4 separate regions of the Sus scrofa genome follow, and regions 1, 2 and 4 are each linked to region 3. A link is a contact called in public HiChIP or PLAC-seq data. All regions are on one chromosome and are shown on one strand. The core of a region is the stretch at or near the end of the contact, and the rest is flanking DNA. Distances in the headings are between cores, read along the strand shown.

Region 1 (4,039 bases), core at 710-3,209, 130 kb before region 3:
TATGTGCCAAGCACTAGCCTATCAGCTCATTGTTTCTCCCAAGAAACATGTAAGGTCACACCTGTGCCACAGCAGCAGCCCGAGCCAAGGCAGCGACAATACTGGACCCTTAACCTGCTGAACCACCAGGGAACTCCTCTTCATTCATTCTTTAATTCTTAGAACCAATCATTTGTTTTTGCATTGGGTTTTCATTTGTTTATCTGTTAATTCCTTTGTTCCTTGATGGAGTCATGCGTCCTGTACCCAGAGAACCTGCCTCTTTGTGCCAGACTCTGCCTGGGCTTCAGGGGACATTGCCAAGAGCCAGATCCAGTCCTTGCCCTTGAGGAAAACATATCCCACACCCCACACCCCAGGAAGAAGTGATCAACAGGCACACTGCTGAGTGCTCTGCTGAGGATGAGGGGCCAGACCTTGAAGGATGACAGAGCGTGACAGATTGGGGGATCCCCACGGGCGGGGACCAGTCTCTTTCATCTTTGTCCTCCATAAGCCTGACACCAGAAGGGCAATGATAAATGTTTGTTTGCTAATTGAATACACAGGGCCACAGCCAGTCAGAGAGTGCTTGATGGTGGAGGTGATGGTGCCCAGCCAGGGTGAAGCCACTCTGCCCAAGTCCTGTACCTGCACCTCCCCATCCCTCCTCCCAGTTCCCTAAGAGAAATGCATTCTTATCGATACCCAACTGTTCTCTGCCACCCTAAATCATACGGAGACACACCTGAGCACACACATGTGCACACACACACAGATATTTCCATGCATCCCTGCTCATATATAGAAATACACATGCCTGCATCATGTGCCCCAATTGTTGATCCCAAAATGGCAGTCATTGTGTTTCTTGCCTATAATCACACACACACACACACACACACACAAAACAGTGCTCACATACCCTCCCTGCCTCCCTACTGTATCCCAACGCACATCCTTCTCCACCAAACAGCCCTCCAACACGCATCCCTTCCTCCCCAGACAGAAGGGACTCTCCTGGCCTTTGGTTGAAGACTGAAGAAGTAACAGTGGTCGGAGGGGGATTGAAGCTCAGGCTGAGGGAAGGGTCAGGGATCCCTGCCAGTGGGAAAGGCTGGAACTGTCACTGAGGATGATGCTCAGTTTTTCTAAACCTTGGGTGGGTGTGGGAGGCTGACATGGTGCCAGTTCCTCAGTGCGGCCCCACAGCTGATTCCTCTGAAAAGCAGTTTCCTAAGAGAGGGGTCTTCTTCTTCTTTTTTTTTTTTTTGGTCTTTTTGCCTTTTCTAGGGCTGCTCCCACGGCATATGGAGGTTCCCAGGCTAGGGGGTCTAATCGACTGTAGACGCCGGCCTATGCCAGAGCCACAGCAACGCAGGATCCGAGCCGCGTCTGCAACCTACACCACAGCTCATGGCAACACCGGATCCTTAACCCACTGAGCAAGGCCAGGGATCAAACCGGCAACCTCATGGTTCCTAGTTTGATTCGCTAACCACTGAGCCACCACGGGAACTCCACCTAGGAGAGGGGGTCTTCTGCTGCTTCCCTCTGTCCTAGATAGTGCCCAGGCCCTGAAGATGGCAAAGTGTGGTGACTGGAATTGCAGTGGCTCTGGTGACAGCAGTCTGAGGTCAACTGGCCATGATAACTTGGGTTCAGGCCTGTCCCCATCTGGGCCTCAGTTTCCTCAGCTGCAAAAGGGGGGTGGGGCAGTGATATGGAAAAGCCCCTCTTAACCTTTAAAGAGTGGGTGCTTCTGGGGGTGAGGAACCTGCCCTTTTGGAGGGGTCTTGGGAAAGCAGTGCTGGGTGTTCAGGTCAGGGGAGAGGAGCCAGGGTGCAGGGGGAGGCCTGGGAAAGCTGACCCCACGCGATCGCGCGGGGGAGGTAGGAAGGGGGGGGCGGGAGGGCCTGGGATTTAAGGGCCCCTCCCCGCTGCGGGCAGCTGGCTTGGGGCTGGGGCGTGACTGCAAATTCTCCCCGTCGGCACAGCCACCGCCACCGCGGCTGCACTAAGAGACGTCCGAGGCGGCTTCTTCCTCCCTGCCCAGAGCGGGCGGCGGTCAGCACCCCAGTTTCCTCACCCCCACCCCCGTCGGCACTCGTGGCTGCTGGGAGCCGGGCTAGCTCACCCTGGGGTCGGTCGGAAGCGGACTCCCCTGGGAGCAGGTAGGCGCAGTCAGTGGGGCTGGACAACAAGCCCTGCCCCGCCCCCAGCCTGCCCTGGGCCCCGGGAGGTGGGGGTGGGGGTGGGGTGTGGGGGTGGGGGTGGGATGGGGGAGGGGTGGGAGCGGAAGCCTGAACTTGGGGAGGAGAGCGGAGGGAGTGGAAGGCCAAAGAGACCCCCTCCCCTTGAAAAGCACCTGAGGAGGAAAACTGAGGCGACCTGGAGACTGAGACTGATACAATTTGGGGAGGGGGCTGAGGGAATATGGGGACAATAGACTAAAAGGACCCCTCCCAACACGCAGAGGTATGGTGGGGAAAACGGAGGGAACCTGTGGAGTGGCAATGATAGAATTTGGGAAGGGGGCGGAGTCGGGGGGGGAGAACGAAGAGACCCCCAAAAGGGGCTGGGGGAGAAACTAAAGGGACCTTGAAAGCGAGGATTTGGGGGAGAAGCCGAGGGGTCTGGAAGAGAGGAACTAAGTGGCTGGGACCGGGAGAATCAGGTGAGGGAGTTCGCGAGAAGAGGTCAAGAAGAACCCTTTCTGGAAGATGCAGAATGTGGGGCACAATTCCGGGGGTCCAGGAAGTCCCCCAATCCGGAATCGGCAGAAGTCGAGGGTGAAGTCTGTAGCGGAGAGGGGAGGGGAGGCTGCCACGAGGCAGCCCCCAGACCCTCCCACCCCGCACAGGTGGGCGGGTCCCGGGTGGCCTGGGGACTCCTTCGAGGCGCTGGAGGCGTCGGTCCCGGCTTCCTGGGGAAGTCTCCGCCCTCGGCAAGGATGGGCCTCTCTGGGTGCCCCCTTCCCGCCCGCGGTGGCGGTCTCGGTCCACGTTCCTCTCGGGATCCGGGAATTGCTGGCCTCCCCGACGGAAATCCTGCCTTTGACCGCGACTGCCGGGAGGGGCTGTCTCCATGGTAACAAGAGGGCGGACAGTCAGAGGCGGGTACTTGGCTGCAGCAGGGATCCCCGCCCGCCCGCGCTGCCCCCTTTGATTCCCTCCCCGGCCCCCATTTTGGGTCCTCAATCGGAGGCAGCCTTTGAGACAGAGGAGTAAGGCCATGATGCTCAGTGTTCAGGGATCCTGGGGAGGGGGATCTGCAGTCTCAGAGTCTTAGCCAGACTGGGACCTTGGTTGGTGTGTGACTTAGGCCAATTCTGAGGCTTCTCTGGGCCTCATTTTCCTTATCTGAATTATGTGGGAAATTATCTCTGCCCCTACCCAGCCCCCAGCCCCACCTTATCCCAGTCATGAGAATCAAATACAGAAAGCAGTTTTTGCCTAGTGTCCTAGAGGGGTTGAGTTACCACAGATTCAGGGATCCTCTCCATTTTCTCAAAAGCATGAGGCAGAACCAGAAAGCCTGACAAGGCCTCCAGGGACCAGAACACAGCTGATTCTAATGAAATAAATGTCTGTGGGTCATTGAAGCCTCATCCTGGGAAATTCAGTAGGTTTGAGATCTGTTCCCTGCCCCCCCAATCCCCATGGTGCCACATCCAGGGGTCCCTGAGTCCTTTGACATCCTTCTGTCTGTGTGTGTGTGGCCCCGGGGGAGAGCAGGGCTCTAGGGCCACTTCACAGATGGGAAAATGGAGGTCTGGGAGTCAGTGACTGACAGGCCAGCAGGAGGGACCCAGAGTTCAGGGCATCCTGTCCCTGATGCGGTGAAGGAAGTAGCCAGAGCTGAGGCCTGTGTTTCTGCCTCATCCTTACCGAATCCCAGGAAACCCCGTGGAGAGGGGAGGGGGTGCGGGGAGTGGTGGAAGAAGGTATAGGGTTCCTGGGCTTCAGGGCTGGCTCCCACTCCCAGTGAGTGTGAGGCTGTGAGTGACGGTGGAGAGTGTTTATGAGTATGGTTTGGGCTTTGAGTGAATGAGCAGGAG
Region 2 (4,445 bases), core at 697-3,196, 160 kb before region 3:
AGGCCAAAAGCTACAGCTCTGATTTGACCCCTAGCCTGCGAACTTCCATATGCCGTGGGTGCGGCCCTAAAAAGACAATCAATCAACCAATCAATGGCAAATGGCTGGACTAGTTGGTCAAAGGCATGGAACAGAGAAGTGGAACTTGGGGAGTTCCCGTCGTGGCTCAGAGGTTAACGAATCTGACTGGTATCCATGAGGATGAGAGTTCGATCCCTGGCTCCGAGCAGCGGGTTAAGGATCCAGCATTGCTATCATCTGTGGTGTATGTCACAGATAAGGTTTAGATCTGGCTTTGCTGTGGCTGTGGTGTAGGCTGGCAGCGAAAGGTCTGATTCAACTCCTAGCCTGGAAACATCCGTATGCTATGGGTTTGGCCCTGAAAAGACAAAAAAAAAAAAGAAAAGAAAAGTAAAGTGGAACATTGGAGATAAGCAGATCTGTGTAAGTGGCATATAGATGGATTAACAGGAGTTAGTGAAAAGTATGCAGATCTTTGTGTCTCACATTTTTGCTCACCATTGACCTCCTACTGCAGATGAGGCTCTCCAGCCAGATGGTCAGATATCCCATCCTGTGGATGTCAGCCCGCCTGTAAACTTAGTTACCCTGCTACTTTGCAAAAGACTCATAAAAGGGTGGCCATGGTGGCAAGGATGGAGGCTATGAATGGACCCAACAACTTGGCATCCCTTTCACCAAGGCTGATCTAACAATGGCCAACAAATAGCCCACCAGCCAGCAGCAGGCAGCAGCATAGCAACATTGGTCAGAGAGAGCAGCCAGCACTGTGGTGGCAGGTCAGTTACATCAGTCCCCTTCCACTTTGGAGAAAGCAATGATTCATTTTCCTGGAATTGTTATGTACTCCAAATATGGATTGTACTTCTAGTTCTGCAAGCAATAATATCTGAAAGTTTAAAGAATACTCAATCTGGAGATCCTGTTGTGGCTCAGCGGGTTAAGGACCTGACATTGTGTTCCTGAAGATTCGGGTTCGATCCCTGGCCTGGCTCAGCGGGTTAAGGATCTGGCATTGCTGCAAGCAACAGTCACAGATACTGCTCAGATCCAGTGTTGCTGTGGCTGTGGTGTAGGCTGGCAGCTACAGCTCTGATTCCACCCCTAGCCTGGGAACTTCCATATGCCTTGGGTGTGGCTCTAAAAAGAAAAAAGAGAGAGAGAAAGGAAGAAAGAAAGAAAGAAAGCGCAATCCATTACCCAGGGCTAGAAGACCCATTTTAATGGCAAATTAAATGTGTGGCAATGGCCTCTGAACGTGGGCGTCACCGGTCTTACCATATACCCATCACCCAGAAGCAGCCAGCCTGAGAGAACAATGGAATGGAGTGATTTCATTTCCACAAGCTTTAATCTCCTCTGCAAAATAGGTCTGTACACAAATGACGGTAGTCACAAGACTTGTGGGATTGGATCTCTTTCCAGGCCCTTGTATGCAGCAAGTGCTCAATAAATGCAGGCATGATTATTACTTTGTTTTTTCAGGGACGCACCCATGGAATATGGAAGTTCTCAGGCTAGGAGTTGGATTGGAGCTGCAGCTGTTGGCCTACACCATAGCTCATGGCAACGCTGGCTACTTAACCCACTTAGCGAGGCCAGGGATCAAACCTGCAACCTCATGGTTCCTAGTCGCATTTGTTTCCACTGAGACACAATGGAAACTCTTGTGGGCATTATTATTAATTGACTCGAATTGTGAAAGACCTTGTGCCCCAAGAGGTGCTGGTGGTCTGGCTTCACTAAGCCCTGCAGGGCTGTGGACCCCACCCTAATGTGACCTGCTTTGAATACTCTTAGCTGTTTGGAAAGTCACTGGCTTGAATTATACTGTCTGGCCACTAAGCAGCTCAGCAGAGATATTGTCACTGAGCAGAGCTGTAGGGAGGAGACAAGACACTGTAGAACCCTGGAAATGGAAACTGAAACTGGAAACTTGACAGCAATTGGCCACTTGGGGAGGAGAGTTACAGCAGTGGGAAGGATTATAAAAATCCAGCCTGAGAGCCGTTATCTCACTGCTACTGCCATCTATCAGCAGGCTCCAGGCAAGAAGATTTCTTTTCTGCTCTCTTCAAGGTAAACCCAGAAGCTATAAGGTGTGGGTGTCAGGCTGCCTGCCTGTGAGCCTCAGGCCATGAGGGCCAGGATGCCCATTCCTCAGGGAGGCTACACCATTGAGTCCCCTTTAGTGTCCTGGACTAAGACTGGTCTGAGGGCATGGGTTGGTGGGCTTTTAGGGGTTGGGATGCTAAGCTGCAGGAGCTATGAGACTTCGCTTATAGGTGCCATGTCAACAGTATATGGCCTTAATCCTGTCCCTTTGACTCCTCATCTGTGAAATAAGGATCAAGCTACTTTACCTGCCCAAGGGACTGGATGATCTCTGAAAGCCCTTTATCCTAGGATCTACTGTGACAGTGAGTTTATCTTTGAGGATAGATGACAGGATCTGAAGTAAACCTCCAAAGTGTGGGTCTGGGCATCAGTCAATTATGGCTTTAAATCCTGATTCTGCTACAGCTGGGCAGGCCTGGGAGTGTTACTTTTCTGAGTTTGAGTTTCCTTATGTATAATACGTGGTTGAGAATAACGGCACCCGAGTTCCCGCCGTGGCACAATGGTTAACGAATCCTACTAGGAACCATGAGGTTGCAGGTTTGATCCCTGGCCTTGCTCAGTGGGTTAGGGATCCAGCATTGCCGTGAGCTGTGGTGTAGGTTGCAGACGCGGCTCCGATCCCAAGTTGCTGTGGCTCTGGCGTAGGCTGGCGGCTACAGCTCTGATTCGACCCCTAGCCTGGAACCTCCATATACCGTGGGAGCGGCCCAAGAAAATGGCAAAAGACAAAAAAAAAAAAAAAAAAGAATAACGGCACCTACTTCATGGGGTTGTTATGGGTATACATAACTTTGTGCCAGAAAGTGCTAAGTAAGTACTCAACATAGGGGAAATTGTTGGGGGTTTTGTTGTTGTTTGTTTTTAATTCAAGGAAAAAGCATTAAGCAGACAAAGATCACATTAGAGTTGGGGGGGATATGTGTTCTCCTATTTTGTAGTGTCATGGAAATAGCATAGGTTTTGGATTCTGACAGACCTGAGATGTGTCTAGGCTGCACAATTTGCTCTGTGACCTTGGGCTAGCTCCTTTACCCTCCTTTCTTTCTGAAAAACGAATATGAGATCAGTGTTTGGTGCCTGTAAATATTCAATGCATTGTAAGAATAAGTCTATCAGGAGTTCCCTGGTGATTCAGTGGGTTAAGGATCTGGCATTGCCACTGCTGTGGTTTGAGTCACTTCTGTGGTGCAGGTTGGACCCCTGGCCCAGGAACTTCCAAACTTCCACAGGCCGAGAATGCGGGGCGGGGGGCGGGGGGGGGGAGAAGTGTAGCAACAACCATTGTGTAGAAAATTCTGTGTGACAGGCACTGTTCTAAATGCTAGGGATACAGTGGTGAACAGTTTCAAAACTCACAGCCACCCAGCCAGAAATAGGTTCTATTAATACTCCCACCTTAGGGATAGGGAAACTGAGGCTCCAGGAAGTCCCAGGTATCCTGCTCAAGGCCAGACAAAGCCAATAACAGAAGCCACACTAATAACACTAGCTGACTCTGGTGAGTGCACACAACGTGCCAGGGACTGTGCCAGAAGAGGATTCAGCTCCTTCCGGTGTGGCAGGAACTGCTCCCTTTTTTTTTTTTTTTTTTTTTTTTTTGTCTTTTTTTTGCCTTTTCTAGGGCCGCTCCCTCGGCATCCGGAGGTTCTCACTACGCCAGAGCCACTGCGACGCGGGATCCAAGCCGCGTCTGCAACCTACACCACAGCTCACGGCAACAACGCCGGATCGTTAACCCACTGAGCAAGGGCAGGGACCGAACTCTCAACCTCATGGTTCCTAGTCGGATTCGTTAACCACTGCGCCACGACGGGAACTCCGCCACGCCTCCTTAAAGGGGTCCTGGGCTCAGTCCAGAGCATCTCACTGCTCTTTATGAACTCACTGCCAAAACGAAACGCAATACAATCCAGAGGGCGTGCCAGCAAAACGGCTCTGGGAACCAGGTCTCCTTCCAGGTCCGGTGATAAAGCCTTGCGTGGCGCCACCATGCGGCAGAAGGCGGTATCGCTCTTCTTGTGCTACCTACTACTCTACACCTGCGGTGGAGAGGAGACAGGTAAGGATCTTGGGGCACCTGAGCACTGTGGGATAAAGGAGTGAAGAGTCTCAGAATTCCTGAGGAGAGTTTCAAGATACCTGATTTAGAGATCCAGGCGTGCCACTGAACTAGAGGAGCTACTCCAATGGACAGCACGGGGTTGCGGTAGCCAGAGTCCCAGATTCGAATCCCTGCTTGTCAATTCCTCCATTCTCGGAAAACTGCTCATGCCAGTTCTGTGCCAGACACCGCCCCTTGGGAA
Region 3 (4,342 bases), core at 539-3,038:
AAATAAAATAGTCACTGGTTGTCAGACCACATGTCCCAATTTGAGCCTGGAGGTCACTGACTCAGCGGGCACTGGGGCTTTGTCGGCACCACCCACTTGGTGGTTTTTGCCCTTCTAAAGTCTTAGACTACTTCCCTTCCCACTCCTTTTTTGGCTTCCTTCCTTTCTAGAGAGGGAAAGACTAGGAATTATAGCCAAGGCAGCACAGCCCTTCTGAGAAAAACAATCTTACAGTGAAAAGAGCCCTGTTCTGAGAGCAGAGACCTGGACTTAAGTCCTGGCATGGAGATGCCCATCTTGGCGCTCTGTGTCCTTGTTCGGGATTTTTTTTTTTTTTTTTCTTTTTTTTTCTTTTTAGGGCCGCACCCGTGGCATATGGAAGTTCCCAGGCTATGGGTCAAATCCGAGCTGCAGCCACTGCCACAGCCATAGCCACAGCAACACGGGATCCAAGCTGCATCTGCGGCCTACACCACAGCTCATGACAACACCGGATCCTTAACCCACTAAGTGAAGCTAAGGATTGAACCTTCATCCTCATGGATCCTAGTCAGGTTCGTTAATCACTAAGCCACAAAGGGAACTCCCTTTGTTTGGGATTCTGCCTTAGCTGACCCATCTGTCATCTCTTTCATCCCTGGCTCACTTCCTGCTTCTGAGGACCCCAGAAACAGCTCATGTGCACCCCTAGGATCACTTTTCCCAGGAACCTTGGTGATTAACAATAGCTGGGGGGTGGACTGTGCCTAAGTCTATGGTAGCCAGAGAGATGGGAGACTGGCCAGGCATCTTCAAGACCCTCCCTGGAATGCTACGATGTTGGGGAGGGAAGTCTTTTTCAGGAGACACCAGTCCCAGAAGGGAGAAATACATGAATGGAAGCCAAAAGATACAGGTTTGAGTCCCAAGGTCGTTTCATATCCTCTGGGTGACTCAGGGTAAGTCATGGAGTTTTCCGTTTTCACTTCTGCAAACCGAGGACAGTATCTGCCTTACACAGTTGCTCCAGAATACCTAAATGAGGTTCCTTTGCTAACCTGTTAATTTGTCATCTCGATATCCAGCCAGCAACCTTTTATAATCGATAAGACACACATATTCCCATTCATGCATGAATCCTTAACAAGCACTCTAGAACACGAGGCAGACATGACTACTCCTATTTTGCGGAAGGACAAACTGAGACCCAGATAAGTTCAGAGTTGTCTGAGGTAACAGAGTGAGGTGGCGGCTGAACCAGGGTCCAACTCACCTGACCCTGGCCTTTCAGAACCAGCTCCCAGTCACAGGACCCCGGGCCTCGCCCCGGATGAATCCCTTAGCAGCGGGCTGGAGTCTATGACTCACTCTCCCCACCCTTTTTTCTGCCCCGCGGGAGACCCGGAGGAAAGTGTCAAAAATATCTGCAACTTGAGGGGTGGCTACAGAAAGTTCATGGGCCTGGCCCCTTCCTTCCACCAGAGATTCTGGCTCTTTGAACTCTAACAAAGAGGATTAGCCATTTGATACACTTTTACAAGGTTTTACATTTTCTTAGGTGGGACTCTCCTACTTCGAATTTAGGAATTTTTTTAAGTTTAAAATCCACCCCCACTTCATTTGGTTTGCCCCTTGCTGTTTACTCCGATTGCGGAAGTAGCTCGGGTGGAGCTCCCGGGACTGTACTATTGAGTACGTCGTTTGCGTAGCTATTTAACTGACATTCCACTCGGGCCAATGGAATACCCGGAAGCCCCCGGCGGGTGGGGCAGAGAACCAATCAGGGCGGTTGGCGGGGTGTGGCCGCATCCCAGGGCGGGGAATCGCGTAATGGCGGACGCGTGCCGGGTGATCGCGGCTGGGGGCGTAGCGCGCTGAGGGGGGGGGTCTGGCTGTGTGGCAGCCGGCGGGGCGGCCTGCGAGAGCAGACCCCGTGCAGAGAAAGGCGGCCGGCCAGCCCCTCCGTCTCTGAGGGCGACCGCACGATACAAGGTGAGCAACAAGTCCCTGCGGGCGGGCCCGGCCCAGAGGCGCCGGGCCGACCTGGCCGCCCCTCCCAAGCCGCTCTGTGTCTCGGGGGAGTGGGTGCCGCGCCTCCTGTCGCGGACCGGCAGAGGCCGGGGGAGCGGCAACGCGGGGTAGTGTCTTGCCGTACACTCCTCCCTCCCCCAGGAGGAGGTGTCCCGGAGATCCCCTCGTGGGCTTGGAGGGGCCTGTGAAGCTGAGAAGTGCCCCAAGCTGACTTGGCTCTGCCACCAACTCGTTGTATGACCTTGGGCAAGTCACTTCCCTCTCTGGGCCTCATTTCCCCCATTTGTAAAGCGAAGCCTTTGCAGGCAGATGTGCAAGAGTTGGATCCCAGACATTGTCCGAGATATTGGGCAAGTTCTTCCCCAGGTGGAGCCTCAGTTTCCATCTCAGGGCCCTGAAGGCACTGAGGTGCTTTTTGAGATTTTAGGCCTAAGTTGCAGAGTGGCAGGGAGGTGTGTGTGTGTGTGTGTGTGTGTCTGTCTGTCTGTCTACAGGATGGTCTGCAGAGTAAGGAGAAGAGTTGGCTCCGGGGGCCCATCCAGGAAGGGTCTGGGTAAACCCAGATTATAGTGGGGTGGAGTGTGCTTGTCTTGGTCCTCCAGGATCCTAGAGCCTTTGAGATGGGGAAGTTTTATATAGGTCTCCATAGAGACAGAAGAGGAAGGAATCCTTGGAGCCTCTTGGGGTTTTGATTGAAATTTAGGCCCAAAAGAGTTCAGGTGGACTAGGAGGAGGAAGGGGAACATTTATGGTGCTCCTACTATGTGTCATACCTGGTTTAGGCATATGTTCTTATTTAATTTTTACAGCTACCCTTGAGAATTTGCACATAAGGAAACTTAAATTTCAGAGGAGTTAAGTAACTTGCCCAAGGTCACACAGTAAAGTGCAATGCTTACCAACACGAAGGTGTTTCCTTTGAGAATCATTGAGCCAGGGAGAATTCACTGTCCACTTAAAGGAAGTTTGCTTTGTCACACATTGGGGGAGAGGTCGGGTCCTAGACACTTGAACTGACTTTTGAAAAAAAAATTCATTTTACTGAAGTATAGTTGAGTTACTTGAATTCTGGCATGGGGACAGGCTGGGTCTTGATCTCTAGACAGTAAATTGTAACCCTTTGTTCAGCCTGTGAGTTGAAAAGGACCATTTCTAAATTGTAAAAGTCACATTGAAGTGTGTCAGAACCTCAGCAAACTCAGTTTGAATCCTTGCTGTGTGGCCTGTACAAGAAAGTTCACCAACTATTGGTGCATAGACTTGATTCTCAATTCAGAGTTGATGCCAGGCTAGTAACTTTTTCTTTTCCCCAAAAAGGCCACGTTTTCCTGGGATGGATGAAATTCCGTATTTGTTAGTGCAAATTTCTTTTGATTGCCAGGGTGAAAGTTTCAGTAGCCGGACTCTTGATTAAGTGAAATGCTCCTTTATTTGTGCTTCCTGTTATTTGACTTCTAGATGATGAAAATTGTGGACCTAGAGTGGGTACTATAAATTGCAGCCCGAAATTTTTCCAAGCCTCAGAGCTTTTGGTTAATCAAAATGGTAGGACGGCAGTGTGTATTGTACTCATATGTCAGTGGTAGGGAAGAAAATTGGAAGAGGAAGTTGCTGAGAAAGAGGGCGTTTCTTAGCAGTGGAGCCAATATGTATTTCTTTGTTTGAAATTCTAAAACCAGAAAAGCAGCAACTGAAGGAGGAAGGAAGGAAAGAACTCTGAAACTCCTCTTCCCGTTGAAATACCTTTAGACTGTCCCTGTTACTGTCCCGTCTGAGGCTCTGCTTTCATGGAAAAAGTCAATTGTAATTTGTTCAATGTTCAGAAGTTGTATTCTAGAATGAAAGAATTTTAAATCTTAAACCGTCTGATTTAATGAAAAAAAATCAGAACACCTTAGTGAATACGTTACTTATCAGTAGATGATTCTTTTTCTCAACATAATTACCAGTTGTGGTCTTTGGGTTTCTTTTTTTAAAAAACTGATTTAAATTAGTGAATTGCAGGAGTTCCCCTGTGGCTCAGCTGTAATGAACCTGACTAGTATCCACGAGGACGCAGGTTCAATCCCTGGCCTCTCTCAGTGGGTTAAGGATCCGATGTTGCCGTGAGCTGTGGTGTAGGTTGCAGACGCGACTCGGATCCCATGTTGCTGTGGCTGTGGTGTGGGTCAGCAGCTACAGCTCCAATTCAACCCCTAGCCTGAACTTCCATATGCCTTGGGTGAGGCCATAAAAAGGCAACAACAACAAAATGAGTGGATTTCAACCTAAGAGGAATTGATCTAGGTATTGGATGATGCAGATATCACCATCACTTGAAAAACATGTAATG
Region 4 (4,034 bases), core at 1,294-3,793, 150 kb after region 3:
TGAGCTACTGACCCTGGAGTTCTAGCTGGTAAGGTAGAATATCTCAGTGGAAAAAGCCCTATACTGGCTTCTAAGCCTTTATTTCCTCATCTATAAAATGAGGATGACAGTATCTATTTTCATTAGGTTGATATAAGAACTGAGTGAGATAATGAATATAAAGTGTTTAGAACAGAACCCAGAACAGAGTAGGTATCCAATTAGTAGCAGTAGCTGCTATCTGGCTCTTCACACAGAATCATCAACATCTCTGAGGGCCCAGATAGGATCTGGATTCAGCTGCCTCTTCTCTGATTCCCCCCTCCAAAGTCAGAGGACAGTTCCTTGTGCCACATCTAGGTCAGCAGTCATCATAATGCACTACAATGGCTGGTTCACCCGTCTCTCTCCCTCTCTTACTCCTGCTGGAAGGCAAGTCCTTTGATGGGAACATGAACTTCTGACAGAGATATTATGCCTTATTCCTCTTATGAACCCTTGTACATAGATCTGAATAGAAATGGGGTGTGTGCTTCCTCTGGTCCAGATGACTAAGGATCACCGTGCCTCCACTCACTGCTGCCACCAGCTCTCTGAAGAGCGAATGACTCCACAAACATGTTTTTAGGAACAGGGAAAAACCAGAGATCTTGGGATAAAAAGACAGGTCTTAGCAAAACTAATACATTCCCTCTCAGTTATTCTCACATTAATATTTTACTTTCTTCATAGCACTAATCACTATCTGTTCTTTTATTAGTTTACTTGTTTACTATCTATCTCCTTCCACCATGATTTAAACTTTGTGAGAACAAGGATCATAGCTGCTTTATTCACCACTGTAAATTCTTATCACCTAGAATTACTTTAAGTACACAGGAGTCACCTAGCAGGTGTGTTAAAAAGAAGACTGAATGAATCAATGAAAGCACTTTCTTAACATTTTTATTTTTAAAGGACTCAGACTTGGATGTTTTTAAACAAATGCATAAGCATTTGAAGAAAGAACAACTGAAGTATTTTAACATAATACAAGAATTAAGGTCATTTTAGGCTCAGCAACATAAAAGGCCAAACATGATTTCTTCTCCACACAAGTTGGCTGGTTTTTTTTGTTTTTTGTTTTTTTGTTTGTTTGTTTGTTTGCTATCCCTTGGGCCGCTCCTGCGGCATATGGAGCTTCCCAGGCTAGGGGTTGAATCGGAGCTGTAGCCACTGGCCTACACCAGAGCCACAGCAACTCGGGATCCGAGCCGCGTCCGCAACCTACACCACAGCTCACGGCAACGCCGGATCGTCAACCCACCGAGCAAGGGCAGGGACCGAACCCGCAACCTCATGGTTCCCAGTCGGATTCGTCAACCACTGCGCCACGACGGGAACTCCGAGAAGTTGGCTGTTTTGGATAGAAGGGACAAATCTATCCCATCAGGTGAGAGGGGATAGGATGGAGTCAAAGAAGAGCAACTTATGGAGTCAGAAAACTGAGTTTGGGATGCCTTTGTTTACTGTCATGTGAACCTGATCAGGGTATTTAATGGTACAGCTTCATCATCTGAGAATGTAATTCCTACTTTAGAAAGTGGCTGTGAAACTCACACACAAGAAAAATGGGCATGAAAGAGCTTGGCCAACTGTCCAGCACTGTGAAGAGTGGTTATTACCAGCTGTCAAGGCTGAAGCACAAGGGCAAACCAGCTCCCCCTCTACTCCCACCAGGAGTTCTTGCTAAAAGGCGCCAGCAGTACCAGAGCATCTGCCTTCTCTTCTGACAAAGACACCCTGCAACTTAAACCCACTTTGCAACTGAGATGGTGTGTGATCTCCAGCCTCATTTGTGAGACAAAGGGTTGGACTCCCAGATCTCTGGGAACCTTTCCAGTGACAGCATCTCAGAAGTCGGTGTGGTCCCAACCAAACTCCCACTCTTGCCTCCAGACCTAGCAGTTGTCTTGCGTATAGGAAGTGATCAGCAATCATTTGTTTAATGAATGAATAAGCCAGTGAGTTGAATGAAGATGTCTCTCTCAGACCCGGTTAGGGGCCGGATCAGTACGCCCACAGGTCCTGAGCTTCCCAGCCACAGAACCTTTTCCGCGGTCAACAACTGTCTTTCTCCCGGATTAGACCGGGTGTAATGAGGGAGGGGAGCTGGTTGTGACCGTCAGCAAAACTGGCGCTGCGCGGGTGGCAGGGTTCTGGCGAACCCCGGACCCTAAGGAAGGGTTTATTGTGCGTTGGGGCCGGGGCAGCGGGAGGACGTCGCGCGGGCTCCGGTTCTCCCGGTCCCAGGGCGGACGCGGGAGGAAACTCACGTGAGCACCGGGATGGGCGTCCACACCACACAGTAGGGGAAGCGGCTCCGCTCAACGTCCATGGCGCCGCCGCTCGCGCAGCTAAATTGCTTCTTGTCCGTGTCGGCCGCCGTCGGCGCCTCCACTTCCGCCATCCCGGGCGGGGGCGGCGGTGGCGGCGGCAACAGGAGCGGCGAACTCCCTTCCGCTTCCGCCATGCTGCGCGCCCGTTCCGGTCGGCCCCCGTCCGGGAGCAGCTCGCTCGGTGGCGTCACTTCCCGGAGGTGCGGTCCGCCCGGCTTGGCCTCCCCCCGGGAATTGGAACCGCGTCCCTCTGGGCCCGGCCTGCCTGGCCCTGGTTCCTTCTGCGCGGACCAGCCAGAAGTGTTTGCGCTGGCACAGCACCGCTGCGGAAGGGATGCCCTCAGGCAGCGCTCAGTCTAGTGCGGGAGACCCACCAAGGACTCTGTCATTCAGTACGCTAAGGGCTCCTAAGAGGGTGGTACGGTCTCTGCTGAGCGCTTCTTAGGCGCCAAGCCTTGCCTTGATATACACTGTTTTTAATCCCCACAGTCTGTTAGACATGCGAATTTGGGTATTTCCCCAGGTTACAAGTGATATATTGACGCTTAAGAGGTGAGGTAAGTGGCCACGACTCAAACCTAAGTCTGTCTCCCCTTTGTCATTCTGTAGTCTCTCACGAGGTAGTGATAAAGGAAGGATAGACTGAAATAATGTGTGGCGTGTGTGTAGAAACAGGGAAGATTTGCCTGAAGATACTTGAGCTGTTTGCCAGGTGGCTCAGGGATGGGGTGGAGGGATGCGTGCAGCCGGGCAGAGAAAAAAAGGCCTTGCAGAACACAGTGTGCAGGAGTGTGAATATCACCTTGGCAGGATTAAATTACAAGCCTTCCATGTGATCCAATCCTTTCATTGTACAAATGGGAAAACCGAGGCTCGGGGAAGTTAAACAGTTGTCTGAGATCGCGCACTATCATGTAAAGAAGCCAGACTCAAACCTTGGATTCTTTGGGCTTTTTTACAAATGTCAAGATAGACAAAGAAAATGGAATCTGCTGGGGTAGGAAGGGGAAAATGGGGGGGGGGGAGGAAGGCAGTGGCTAAAAATCAGGCTAGAGGGAGATTTGGACAAATCCACTTAGGAAGGTTTGAGCTATGCCTTTCCGGGAAGGTTTTTCTTCCACTGAATCACGCTCTCTTAAAGTTGTTCTAAAGAAAGCCTGCTGTCCTGTTTTTAGCACCTAATGTTTCAGTGCGTTTTGAGGGGTATGTCTTTCTGTTATGGAACTCTAAGGTCCTTAATTTCCGTACCTAGCATTGTTCCTAGTGTAGAACAGATGCCCACTAGATATTTACTGATTTACTGAATGATTGAATGGGTGTTTTATAAAGGCCTTGCAGATTATCACCGCAGAAAATGATTCTAACCCACTCAAAATTCTTTGAGTATCTTTGTGCCTCTCCTGTGACCCATGTGTAGTAAGTGATCCTTGAAGGGCAACAACCAGCATCTGGCCAGGTATGGAATAGATTAGGTGTGCAGTATATGTTTGTTGAATGAATAAATTTCATCTTGAATCAATCACTATAGCTGTCTCATCTTTTCTGGATCATAGGCTCCAAGGAAGTCTATACCTTAGACATTCCTCTACCATCACTGTCAATTCATAATTCTAACAAAGGGCTGGTGGGTGCCCTTTAAACATTTATTGTATGGGTGGATGAATAAACAACCAAAGT

Evidence for each region. HiChIP or PLAC-seq counts read pairs in DNA pulled down with a chosen protein or histone mark.
Region 1: an H3K27ac HiChIP or PLAC-seq map of alveolar macrophages shows a contact between it and region 3. The contact joins the promoter of FGR here to the promoter of WASF2 in region 3. A contact is called at or near these places in 2 of 47 Hi-C or Micro-C datasets (embryonic fibroblasts and liver) and 1 of 2 datasets of contacts at active chromatin or transcription factors (alveolar macrophages).
Region 2: a contact with region 3 is called in an H3K27ac HiChIP or PLAC-seq map of alveolar macrophages. The contact joins the promoter of IFI6 here to the promoter of WASF2 in region 3. A contact is called at or near these places in 2 of 47 Hi-C or Micro-C datasets (embryonic fibroblasts and liver) and 2 of 2 datasets of contacts at active chromatin or transcription factors (alveolar macrophages and skeletal muscle).
Region 4: an H3K27ac HiChIP or PLAC-seq map of alveolar macrophages shows a contact between it and region 3. The contact joins the promoter of TMEM222 here to the promoter of WASF2 in region 3. A contact is called at or near these places in 2 of 2 datasets of contacts at active chromatin or transcription factors (alveolar macrophages and skeletal muscle).

Annotation. Positions count from the first base shown.
Region 1 is chr6:84,828,321-84,832,359 of Sscrofa11.1, reverse strand. FGR (tyrosine-protein kinase Fgr) reads left to right here and starts at 1,959. Exons shown (of 13, transcript XM_021095651.1): 1 at 1,959-2,153.
Region 2 is chr6:84,855,573-84,860,017 of Sscrofa11.1, reverse strand. IFI6 (interferon alpha-inducible protein 6) reads left to right here and starts at 1,946. Exons shown (of 5, transcript XM_021095660.1): 1 at 1,946-2,100; 2 at 4,101-4,201. The coding sequence starts at 4,132.
Region 3 is chr6:84,694,874-84,699,215 of Sscrofa11.1, reverse strand. It overlaps WASF2 (WAS protein family member 2), which reads left to right and starts at 1,788. Exons shown (of 9, transcript NM_001258444.1): 1 at 1,788-1,971. It overlaps LOC102165025 (a long non-coding RNA gene), which reads right to left and starts at 1,406. Exons shown (of 2, transcript XR_298616.3): 1 at 1,253-1,406.
Region 4 is chr6:84,545,403-84,549,436 of Sscrofa11.1, reverse strand. TMEM222 (transmembrane protein 222) reads right to left here and starts at 2,543. Exons shown (of 6, transcript XM_003482003.4): 1 at 2,295-2,543. The coding sequence starts at 2,491. It overlaps LOC102165905 (a long non-coding RNA gene), which reads left to right and starts at 2,555. Exons shown (of 2, transcript XR_299851.3): 1 at 2,555-2,914.